Regions from separate parts of the Mus musculus genome. Here all the other regions are linked to region 2. The links are chromatin contacts, called in public Hi-C and promoter capture Hi-C maps. All regions are on one chromosome and are shown on one strand. The core of a region is the stretch at or near the end of the contact, and the rest is flanking DNA. Distances in the headings are between cores, read along the strand shown. Region 1 holds the start of Kdr (kinase insert domain protein receptor). Region 2 overlaps Pdgfra (platelet derived growth factor receptor, alpha polypeptide). Region 3 has its middle 120 kb from the start of Gm32727.

What was found. Promoter capture Hi-C pulls out the DNA fragments that hold promoters and counts their contacts. Hi-C and Micro-C count contacts between places; a contact is called where the count stands out from the background.
Region 1: a promoter capture Hi-C map of hippocampal neurons shows a contact between it and region 2, with 3 times the contacts expected there. The contact joins the promoter of Kdr here to the enhancer-like site in region 2. A contact is called at or near these places in 8 of 39 promoter capture datasets (HPC-7-derived erythroid cells, embryonic stem cells, hematopoietic stem and progenitor cells and 4 more), 1 of 484 Hi-C or Micro-C datasets (cortical neurons), 2 of 115 datasets of contacts at active chromatin or transcription factors (craniofacial prominence and neural tube) and 1 of 9 other capture datasets (embryonic stem cells).
Region 3: a Hi-C map of the HPC-7 cell line shows a contact between it and region 2, with 6 times the contacts expected there. The contact joins two enhancer-like sites. A contact is called at or near these places in 3 of 39 promoter capture datasets (HPC-7-derived erythroid cells, hippocampal neurons and liver), 72 of 484 Hi-C or Micro-C datasets (the Ba/F3 cell line, CD8 T cells, ECoMG myeloid progenitors and 48 more), 9 of 115 datasets of contacts at active chromatin or transcription factors (VIP interneurons, acute myeloid leukemia, embryonic basal ganglia and 5 more) and 1 of 9 other capture datasets (embryonic tail).

The regions. Positions count from the first base shown.
Region 1 is chr5:75,976,133-75,979,787 of GRCm38.p6, reverse strand. It overlaps Kdr (kinase insert domain protein receptor), which reads left to right and starts at 1,333. Exons shown (of 30, transcript NM_010612.3): 1 at 1,333-1,686. The coding sequence starts at 1,620. Gm32727 (a long non-coding RNA gene) reads right to left here and starts at 2,456. Exons shown (of 3, transcript XR_868500.2): 1 at 1,810-2,456.
Region 2 is chr5:75,197,848-75,201,828 of GRCm38.p6, reverse strand. Pdgfra (platelet derived growth factor receptor, alpha polypeptide) reads right to left here. Exons shown (of 23, transcript NM_011058.3): 23 at 3,623-3,981. Among named protein-coding and RNA genes, the nearest start is that of Mir7025, 23 kb to the right of the region's middle. Within about 2 kb of position 1,853, at least 9 of the 459 cell types and tissues checked have an H3K27ac peak or open chromatin away from gene starts, as enhancers often do. A contact at or near this core is called in the HPC-7 cell line and hippocampal neurons, where this site is marked.
Region 3 is chr5:75,858,296-75,862,007 of GRCm38.p6, reverse strand. No RefSeq gene overlaps it. Among named protein-coding and RNA genes, the nearest start is that of Gm32727, 120 kb to the left of the region's middle. Within about 2 kb of position 2,362, at least 7 of the 459 cell types and tissues checked have an H3K27ac peak or open chromatin away from gene starts, as enhancers often do. A contact at or near this core is called in the HPC-7 cell line, where this site is marked.

The sequences.
Region 1 (3,655 bases), core at 84-2,583, 780 kb before region 2:
GTGTTGACATGTTTTTATAGTGAACCTGGATTTTACAAACCCTCCTGGTTTGCCACCTGCTTCTGGCACCATACTTGAGGCTTAGGCACGTGATAAAGGAGCATGCCTGTTTCCCCCCTTATTTTTTTTAAAGAAAAGCACCATGTTACATCATTAATCATGCATATCAGTGTAGTTTAGATCCGATGTAGAGACAATAATCTTATCTCTTTGTCTGGCTGAAAGACTGTCCTTTAAACTATCATTCTAAATGCATTTGGTTTTTGCCAGGAGTAAAACATGTCACAAGATATTTGTTGTCATTTCCCAGGCGTGGAAGGAAAGGAATGGAAAGAAAACGAGGGGTGAAGGCTGCTGTTCCTCTCTAGTCGCTACTTGAAGTCTACATAGCTGGGGGGGGGGGGGGGACTGTTCACATGGGACCGGTTTCCTCTTTGTTCCTACACTGGCGCCTCTGGCAAGAAACTCTCCCTTCTCTTCCCCCCAAGCATATCTTGGCTGAAAGGTCAGCTCTGAAAAGGGGCCTGGCCAAAGTTACTGTAGGGGACCGTGGTCATGGAACTGGGTAGACAAAAGCACTCTAGCAGCCACTGGAGAAGGACCGGGGGCTCTTCTCTGTGCATTTGCCCTGGAGCCCTGACCACCGCCAGCTCCCTGCATCTCCTTGCTATGGGTTTTCTGGACCGAGCCAGGCAGGAGTTCACAACCGAAATGTCTTCTAGGGCTAATCAGGTAACTTCGGACGATTTAAAGTTGCCAGATGGACGAGAAAACAGTAGAGGCGTTGGCAACCTGGATAAGCGCCTATCTTCTAATTAAAACATTCAGACGGGGCGGGGGATGCGGTGGCCAAAGCACCATAAAACAAAACTTCCAAGTACTGACCAACTCACTGCAAGTTTGTGCCCCGAGTACATCTAGGTTCAGGGGTTCTTGTCTTCATGCTCCCAACTGCGGGCGGATTTTTGGTCCCTTGGGACTTTCAGTGCAGCGGCGAAGAGAGTTCTGCACTTGCAGGCTCCTAATGAGGGCGCAGTGGGCCTCGTGTTTCTGGTGATGCTTCCCAGGTTGCTGGGGGCAGCAAGTGTCTCAGAGCCCATTACTGGCTACATTTTACTTCCACCAGAAACCGAGCTGCGTCCAGATTTGCTCTCAGATGCGACTTGCCGCCCGGCACAGTTCCGGGGTAGTGGGGGAGTGGGCGTGGGAAACCGGGAAACCCAAACCTGGTATCCAGTGGGGGGCGTGGCCGGACGCAGGGAGTCCCCACCCCTCCCGGTAATGACCCCGCCCCCATTCGCTAGTGTGTAGCCGGCGCTCTCTTTCTGCCCTGAGTCCTCAGGACCCCAAGAGAGTAAGCTGTGTTTCCTTAGATCGCGCGGACCGCTACCCGGCAGGACTGAAAGCCCAGACTGTGTCCCGCAGCCGGGATAACCTGGCTGACCCGATTCCGCGGACACCGCTGCAGCCGCGGCTGGAGCCAGGGCGCCGGTGCCCCGCGCTCTCCCCGGTCTTGCGCTGCGGGGGCGCATACCGCCTCTGTGACTTCTTTGCGGGCCAGGGACGGAGAAGGAGTCTGTGCCTGAGAACTGGGCTCTGTGCCCAGCGCGAGGTGCAGGATGGAGAGCAAGGCGCTGCTAGCTGTCGCTCTGTGGTTCTGCGTGGAGACCCGAGCCGCCTCTGTGGGTAAGAAGCCCACTCTTTAGTAGTAAGGCGGAGAAGTAGGGTGCGGGCGGAGAGTGGGAATAGAAGAGGACCTAACTCGTAGAGCTCTAGAGACCCTCCTCCCTTGGGTGTTCTTTCACTTACCAATGGGGAAACTGAGGTTCAAAGACTCTTCCGAAATGACTCAGCCAGGATTCTACTCTCCCCCGGGCATCGGTTGGAGCGTGTCCTGCGGAGCCGTCACAGCCCCTGGCGCTAGGTAGGCAGGAGTGGAAAGGCGGCCTGAGCCGGGGCAGGAGATGCTCCCACTGGCAGGAACAGGCGGTCAAACGCTGGGAAGCCAGCTCAAGCCAAGCGGCCCGGCTGGCATCAATCACTCCGTGCTGTTGCCCACCGCCCTAGTGTGGGGCAGGGAATCCGCCTCTGGCTCCGCTCCCCTTTAGCTCCAGCGTGTAAGCGCACGGACTATGTGAGGTGAGGTCTCTTCATAGAGCAACACTTTCCTCCCTCAACTTTCTTTGATGCAGAATGCTATTTTTGCTGGTAGGAGGAAGACGCGGCTTTCTCTTCTGTGACAGCTTCTCCAGGTGTATTAAACTAAATAACTCTCCACTTACCGACTCCAAAGCGCTGGTCCTGGGGTAAACTCTGAAAGTCTCAGAAACTCTTGAGCTTGGCACCTAGTTATAGGTCACTTTTCTTGTTTTAAAATGCCCTCTGCTTCAAGGTTAGGCCCACACTCGCTCTTGGGCTTTTGTGCAATAATTTCCCTTCCCTTCCCTTCCCTTCCCTTCCCTTCCCTTCCCTTCCCTTCCCTTCCCTTCCCTTCCCTTTCCCTCTTCCTTTTCCTCCTCCTCTTCCTCCTCTATTTCTCTGTCATTTCCTTTTTGAAGCCACAGTTTGCAGATTTCCAATCTCCACCCATTGGAGAATGGAGAATCAGGAAAAAAGAAGTCAATTCTGCAGAAACATTCCTTGCGCCCTAAGAGAATCGCATGGCTTAAAAGCATTGGCACTGACATACGGCGCCAAGATCGCCTGTCTAGAGCTATTGAGTTTTCCTCATAATGACTTGGTTCATCAGGCTAGCTCCACCACGAGTGCCCTCTTGTTCCTGAGAAGGCCGCACTCTCCCCCTTTCTGGGAAGAGAAAGACAGCCTGGAACATGTGCTTGCCCTGGGTTCCATAGAGAAGCAAGTTGCTTTAAAGCCCAGAGAATTCCTAGTGTAGCAGCTTAACAGCGTCCCGTTCTCTGAATAAGATGGAGGTTGCCCTTTTGGAGTGTGTGACTTGCTTAATTGGATTGGGCTATAATTGGTGCCATCCAAGTCTCGAGACAGAGCCGCTGTTGTTTTTCCTTCTGGTCTTTGAGCGGGAAGGATAACAGTGCACAAATTAATTAATGTTGGTTATCGGATTTGAACATAAAAGGGCTTTTATTGTATAGTAGCATATGTACCTCTTGCAGTCAGAATGAGCTGTCTAAAGAACAGAACCCAAACTTGCCGATGAAAATGAATGAGGTTTAATAAAGGCGATGGATGAGCATTAGTCACTGATGTAAATCTCCAGTTATTGATAACCTCATTGACTGGATTTGATTGCAGACATGTATTGGTATGGGGCATCCTTTAAAGATGAGCATAGCCAACGTGCCTGCACTCTAAGAGAATCTATGGCTGTATGTTATTACAGAGACAGTTGAGAAGCTCTTAGTGGCTCTGGCGTGTAGATCAGCGGTAGAGCGCTGAGGCTCTGCGCTCGCTTCCTGGCACTGAAGAATAAAGGCCATTTACTGTGGTGGTGCAGTGGGCGCAGTTTGTGACGAGTTACTACTACATTTTCCTCACACATCTGCCTGACTAATGAGTTCATCAGATGAGCGTATCCAGTGATTGTTTGCAGGTTAATGGTTCTCAGTCATGTTTAGAATCTACTTATCAAACAAATTGTTTTCTCATTTCCTGCTTCTTCTCAAACAAAGTAAGA
Region 2 (3,981 bases), core at 604-3,103:
GGCTGGAAGACATGGACTTCTGACCTAGATCTGAACATGGAGATCTTGAGGCATAGTGGCCATTAAAAAGCTTAGGCCCAGGTAAGGTACATGCCTTTAATCCCAGGAGACTAAAGTAAGCAGATTTCTGAGTTCAAAGCCAGCCTGGGACAAAGCAATTTCCAAATCCAGGAATAGTGGTACTCACCTTTAATCTGGGCCACATCTTATACTGGAGGCCTATATATGGACTCACTCTTCTTCATCCTCTTGCACTTACTTGCCAGCACATCTGTTGGAACCTACTTCGTCAGGATTCCAGCTTACACATAAGACCAGCTGAAACACCTAACCTTGGGGGACTGAGCAACTACTAGATTCTTGAACTTCCCATTCACAGCTGCCCATTGTTGTGTTAGTTGGACTAAAGATTGTAAGTCATTACAAGAAATTCCTTTTATAGAGAGAGACATTCCATAAGTTCTGTGACTCTAGAGAATCCTCAGTAACACACAGGTCTTGGCAAAAGAGATGGCTCATTAGTTAAGAGTGTATTCTGCTCTTGCAGAGGACCCAAGTTCAATTTCCATCCACACTCAATTGAGTGGCTCAAAATGACCTTTGACTTCAGCTCCAGTCACACTCAGCAGCTCACAATGGCCTCTAACCTCAGCATCAGTGGATCCAAGACTTCTGACCTCTGCAGGTACATAGTATACTCACTTACACATACCTACACATGTACACACACCACAACACACACACACACACACACCATACCACACACACACACCAAACACACCATACCACACACACACTAGCGTAAAAATCCCTTTTTTACAAGAGAAATTCTAGACTCTACAATAAGCTGCAAGCAAGCCTGACAGCCTCTGCCCCCAGAGAGAGACACTGCCTTTGTAACTCTAACAGTGCTGTCCTGTGCTGTGGGGGAGGCACTATAGACACAATGCAGCGGTTTTATCGTCTGTAATAATTGCTGAATCCCAGGGCCTAAACCAATGCCCTGCTCAGTACAGTTGAAACCTGGAGGGATAAGTGTGGAAAGAGATATGCAGATGCCTTGGAACTGTCCGGAACTAGAACAAAGATAGCATCTGAAATAGACAAAGCTGCCAGCTCCCAGCCCTCGGCCCCTTGCCTATGTGTATTCCCCACATGCGGAAAAGCTTCAGCTTCATCGGGTGCACTCAGTGAACAGCACTCAGCTAGCAGCACTCAGCGAGCAGCACTCAGCGAGCAGCACTCAGCGAGCAGCACTCAGTGAACAGCACTCAGCGAGCAGCACTCTGGGTTCTTACACTACCTTACACTTCTCATTACTCCAAGCAAGGCGTGTGGTCTCCAACCGCGATGTTCTATCCTGCTGTTCTATGTGATGTAATGGTCCCCTTGGATCATGAGCTGGTTGGAAAAAAGTCTGCAAGCTTCCTCATTTAGGCCTACACATTTTAGAGATCAACTACACAAAGAGGAGTCTGTTCTATAATAAATATTCTTGGAGAGAATTAATTTTAAAAATGGCTTCCTGTGGCTGGCCTAGCACCGTGCTCTCATGGGAAAACCAAACACAGCCTTTTGAGGGAGGAAGAAAAGAGGTGTGATCATCCCAGACTCATGAGGATGCATTCACTCTGGAAGTGGCTCTGTATACACCTGATTCAACCGGGAGCCCGTTGGGAGAGCCAGCTAAACAAAACATGCGTGAGACGACAGAAGAGCCAAGCCCAGGCCCACAAAAGCCTCCTTTTATTTCAGCTTCATCCTGATCAGGCTTCCAACTTACATAGACCAAACCAATCTCCAGCCCAGTCTCTGCAGAGAAAAGCCTGGTTCTGATTCTGTTTGGAGCAGTTCGTGTGAAATGTGATGAAATTCAAAACAGACAGGATGCACAAGCTCCAGGGGGAAGTCATTAATACCCATGAACAATGATGAAGCAAAATGCCATCTGCCGGGCTAATGTGGCAAAGCTTTTAAAAATTCCAATTAGCCTATAAACCAGAATTGGGGCAGGGGAAGCAAATATGTTCCCCTCATCTGTCCTCAACGTCTCCCTCCTCTTTGTATGAATGATGGACCATTACTGGCATATGAACTTAGTTGGGAAGTTATCGCCATTATACTTTAGGACGTGGGTGCTACTCATGTCTCCAGGTGGGACAGGATGCTATAGACAGCTAATTAAGAACACACATATACTTTCACACACATTTTCCTATGAGATGAAACAATTGTCTCTATTATAAACACTGCTACCATTATATGCTGTTGGATTTAGCCTTTATGTGTATTTGGAGTTGAAGATAATGAAACATTTCTGTTGCTGTTATCCTGAGGGAAATTGCCAGGCTTATGATGGATTCTCATAGGGTAGGCCATTTTCCTGAGTTGCTTTTCATGAAGCACGCCACTATTAAAATCACAATGGCCATTATTAGACCTGGTGTATTTCAGCCTGAAAAAGAAAGGCTCTGATTACAAACACATAGAGTAGTTTCTCCAGGCTGAACTTGTCCATCACTTGTCTTTGAAAAATCAAAGGATCCAGGCAAGCTACTTCTGCATGCTGATATTCTCAGTATCTCTTGCTTTCTTTCTGGCTCATCATGCAAATAATAGTGGAATTCATATATTTGGAATTGCTAATCCTAGTGCTATCGTTACATTAGTCTTGGGGTCCTTCGTTTCTACACCTATGAGATGTCTTCCCTGCCTTGGTAGGAATATTTAAAAGCTTATTGCAAGACTCAAAAGAAGTGTAAATGGTACATTTTAGAAGTTTTTAATCCCCTAATTAAAAAAAAAAACGAAAACACTAGAGCAGATAAATTAGACAGGACTGTCTGTTAGAGGACGGAACTGTGTAGCTGCTGTTCAGACAGACATGTTATTATTCCCAGGAATCCAGCTCCTTCCTGGGCTGAACCAAGGTGGAGCCAATACTCAATGAACAGCCTTGTGCTGAAGGATACAGGCCTGGATCTGTAGGCGGTCTCACTCTGAGGTCATTTGGCTATCTGAAATTGGGAGTTATTCTGAAACAGGGGGCCTATTTTCCAATTATTAAGAGAATAATCTGCATTAATTAATTGCACTAATTTATCTGATGAGATACCAGGAGGCTGTCGAATGTGAAGCACATAAACCTGCCTGCACGTAACAGAGGATGCTCAAGCACAGCACAGGTGATGGCGCAGGGATGCAGGCTCATCAGTGTACATGCTGATAGGTTACCATAGAGACGGGGAAGCTACTCGTGTGTGATGCCAACTGGGATATGGGAGATCTCCAGTTTCCACTCAAATGTCCTGTAAGCCGAAAACTGCTTTACTAACTAGTGAGTCTATTCAGAAAAGAAGGAGAGGAGGAGGAGGAGGACGACGAGGAGGGGGAGGAGGGGGAGGAGGGGGAGGAGGAGGAAAAGATGGCCATTGTGCTAGATGTCTATGATACCAGTACTTTGGAGGCTGAAGCAGGAGAATCAGAAAGCCCAATGCCAACCAGAGCTATACAACAAGATCCTGCCTCAAACTAACAACAGGATGAACATTAGAGAGAGGGTTGGGTGGAATTCTGACCAAACTAAAAAACAAAGCGAAAGAAGTGGTAGACCTTCATAACGTTAAGTCATATATAATAAATCATTTATTGAAATATAAAGATCTCCATTTACACTTTTTAAAACAAAACATGAACAGGGGTATCTGGAAGCCATCTTGTATTGGAAGACCCTTCCTATGGAGTAAGTCGCTCTCACACACTTACCACACCACCATGTTGGGAACATGTCAGTATTTTTCTCTTTATTACTTCTAAAATATAAATTTTGGACATTCAAAAGTGCAACAGTTAACGTGCCTGTGGGGAATATCACAGTTAAAAAAAATATAAACAAAGGCAGTGATACAGCTTGTCATACACATTTTGGCAGTATTCTCCAAGTCTACATAGCAACAGATATATACATATCGATGTATAACA
Region 3 (3,712 bases), core at 1,113-3,612, 660 kb before region 2:
ACATCTGCACACTCCTTGAGAGCTGAGCAAAGACCCAGGAGAGGGGCGGTAACAGGACAAAGAATATACAGATAAAGAGAACTTTCTAGACCCACAGCTGACTACACTGTCTGAACTTAAAGCATTTAACCTTCTCCTCCTCCTCCTCCTCCTCCTCCTCCTCCTCCTCCTCCTCTTCCTCATCCTGCATTCTTCTTGTCTCCCTAATTTTATCTTTTAAAGAAAGAATGAGGGTGAGGAGATAGGGTATCATATCATATGGGTGTGTATGTGTGTGTCTCTACGTGAGGCACATGTGTGCACATCATGCGTGTGTAAGTGCAGCACATGTGTCTGTTTGCAGTGTGTGTCTACATGTGCAGGTATGTTTAGGTGGACCACATGTGTATGTATGTTTACATGCGTATCTATGTGTGTAGGTGAGCATGTATATAGAGGCCAGAGATTGACAATATTTCAATATTCTCCTTAGTTTCCACCTAATTTTAAAATGTTAATCGTGTGTGTGTGTGTGTGTGTGTGTGTGTGTGTGTGTGAAACGTGTGTGCCTGGTGCCCACAGAAGCCGGAAGATTGACTTGGGTGGTCTAGAACTGGAGTCACAGGCAGTTGTAAGCTCTCTGATGTGGGTGCTAGGAGCCCACCCCGGGTGTGCTGCTGCGCCTTCTCTGCCGCTCCAACCCATCCTCCTTATTTTGGGACAAAGTCTCTCTCTCTCAAGCCTGAAGTTTGCTGTTTCAGCTTGACTGGCTAGTGAGCCTAGGCTCGCTCTCTCTCTCTCTCTCTCTCTCTCTCTCTCTCTCTCTCTCCTTCCTCCAATGCAGGGTTATAGATTTGCCTATCACTACCTGACTTTTCTTTTTAAAAACTATTTGCCCATCTTTCTTATTTTTTTAGAGATCTATTTACTTTTTAATGTGCATTGGTGTTTTACCTACATGTCTGTCTTGCGACGGTGCCAGCTCCCCTAGAACTGGAGTTATAGACAGTTATGATCTGCCATGTTATGATCTGCTGGGAATTGAACCTGGGTCCTTTGGAGGAGCAGCCACAACCACGACCTGATTTTTACATGTGTGCTAGGAATCTGAGCTCAGGTCCTCATGCCTGAGTGGCACTCACTCACCAACTGAGCCATCTCCCAGGCTCCTAATTGTCCTATTTCTCAAGAGAGCTACTCTGTGTCCCTATCTGAAAATGTGGTGCAGAACTGTACAATCTTCTCTCTGCAGGACAAGTGGCCCCACACAGCTTTACCTGTGCTTCTCAGCACCCAAGGCCTCTAACCCAGAGGGAACCTTCTCTGGATCTCCCTTGGTTTAATCAAGTCTGTCCCTCCTCTTGCATCTTCTTTGGAGTTAACAGAGCTCTGTCCTTGGGAGGAGCCATGTGCCTAAGCTTAGAAATACCAAAACAACCTCACATTTCACAGCTTCCCTTGCAGGTAGGTGTACTGGCTGGTTTTGTGTGTCAACTTGACACAGGCTGGAGTTTTCACAGAGAAAGGAGCCTCCCTTGAGGAAATGCTTCCAGGAGATCCAGCTGTAATGCAATTAGTGGTCAATGAGGAAGAACTTGTTGTGAGTGGTGCCATCTCTGGGCTGGTACCAAGTCTTGGGTTCTATTAGAAAGCAAGCTTGGCAAGGCAGGGGAAGCAAGCCAGTAAGTGACATCCCTCCATGGCCTCTGCATCAGCTCCTGCTTCCTGACCTGCTTGAGTCCCGGGCCTGACTTCCTTTGGTGATGAATAGCAGCAGTGTGGAGATGTAAGCTGGATAAACCCTTTCCTCCCCAACTTGCTTCTTGGTCATGATGTTTGTGCAGGAATAGAAACCCTGACTAAGACAGTAGGCATGATCAAAATTTCCTTGTTTATTGGTGAAAAATGCAGACATTGTGTGGAACTTCCTAGACAAATTCCCTTGTGTGTATCTGGGACTGGGGCTGGGGGTGGGGGAGCGGTAGGTGTCAAGTTCATGAAACATACCATTTGACCTTGCTGTTCTCACTCTTCTGTCTAGAACTCAGATGTGATGGCTGGATCTCTAGCAGCTTCCTAGTGTCCACGAGGATCCGGGCACTGTTTAAGGATGGGTCACCATCCCTAAGGTGGATCCCCCACCTGCCAGATTCTTTGTAACCTAAGCAAAACAAGACCCCTCCCTCCCCCAGTTTCCAAATACCTGCTTAGAGGAGGCTTTTTGCTTGGCGCTCGTGTTAGTTAATTATAGGAAAGAGCTGGGATAACGAACTTATAGAGAGGAAGGTTTATTTTGGCCTACACCTCTGGAAGTTCCTGTTCACAGTTAATACCCTGCATTGGGCCTTTGGGGAAGTACTGCATCATGATGCAGTCAAATGGCTCACCACAGGCCAGGAAGCAAAGGAGAGAGGAATGGAGTCTGTGAGAACACCCTCTCCCATGAGCCCATGTGGGAGAGCACCACCCCCTTGATCCCATGTGTGACAGCACCCTCTCCCATGATCTCATGTATGAGAGCACCGTCCCCCATGAGCCCATGTGGGAGAGCACCCCGCCCTCATGAGTCCACGTGTAAGAGTACCACCCCCATGAGTCCACTTATCGTTACATTTTGCATCTGTGTGTGCAAAATGACTTCATGGAAGCAGCTCGGGGGAGGAGAGACTGGTCTTGGCCACACAGTGAAGGTGTGGCTGTAGAAACAAAGAGTAGAGCAGATGCAGGACTAACCTTCCTGGCCACCTCCCGGCCACCTACATGTAGCAGTTCAGTCCATACTCTGGAGTTTCTGTCCTCTCTCAAACCAGCCCCACTATCCTGGAGTCACATCGTCAAACACCAGAGGCTTGCAAGGGACCGGGATGGTTTAGATCTACTCCTTCCCAAGGGCCTCCCTCCTGGCCTTAACTGAAGGTCTCCAGCTCCTCTCAAGAGTCCTGATTTGGGAGCCAGGCCCCTAACCAAAGAACCTTTGGGGGAACATTGCAGATGTGCCTTTCAACAGAGCTGAACACTGGCCTTAACCAGCACAAGGCCCGTAGTGAAACTCACCCATGTTTGTTTAAACCAGTGGTTCTCAACCTGTGGGTTGCAACCCCTTTGGGGGTCTCCTTTCAGATATCCTACACATCCAATACTTATGTTATGATTCATAACAGTAGCAAAATTACAGTTAGGAAGTAGCTACTAAATAGTTTTATGGTTGGGCATCACCACAACACGAGGAACTGTGTTAATGGGTTGCAGCATCTAGATGATTGAGAACCACTAGTTTAGAGCCTGTTGGGCCCTCTTGGTTAACAAAAATCACCAGTTGCTAATGTTAGCGAAGATGCACGGAACCGATGAACCCTTAGCTGCGGGAGGTAACAGGCTGGTATTTTTTTAAAGGAGAAATCTTTGTGCAGTGCCTACCTGGAGCCAGGAATAATGTTAGCAGGCATAGTGACTCAGCAAGGGCCGAGGTCCACTCTTTAGAACAACACTTGAGTCAGCTGTAGAGGGAGAACACTCTTCAGCGTAAGATAACTGGTCCCATGGACGATATTTGGCAAAATCGCATGACTCTGATGAGCGAGAGTCGAGAGGCCACCGCAATACAATCTCAGCTGTAAAATCAGGTGAGCTGACACAGTTATTCATGGGTGACCGCGTCTCACAATCCTCTTACCTGGAACACTTGAGGATGTGAGGTTCAGGGATGTTTACTGGGCTTTGATGCTGGTCTTGC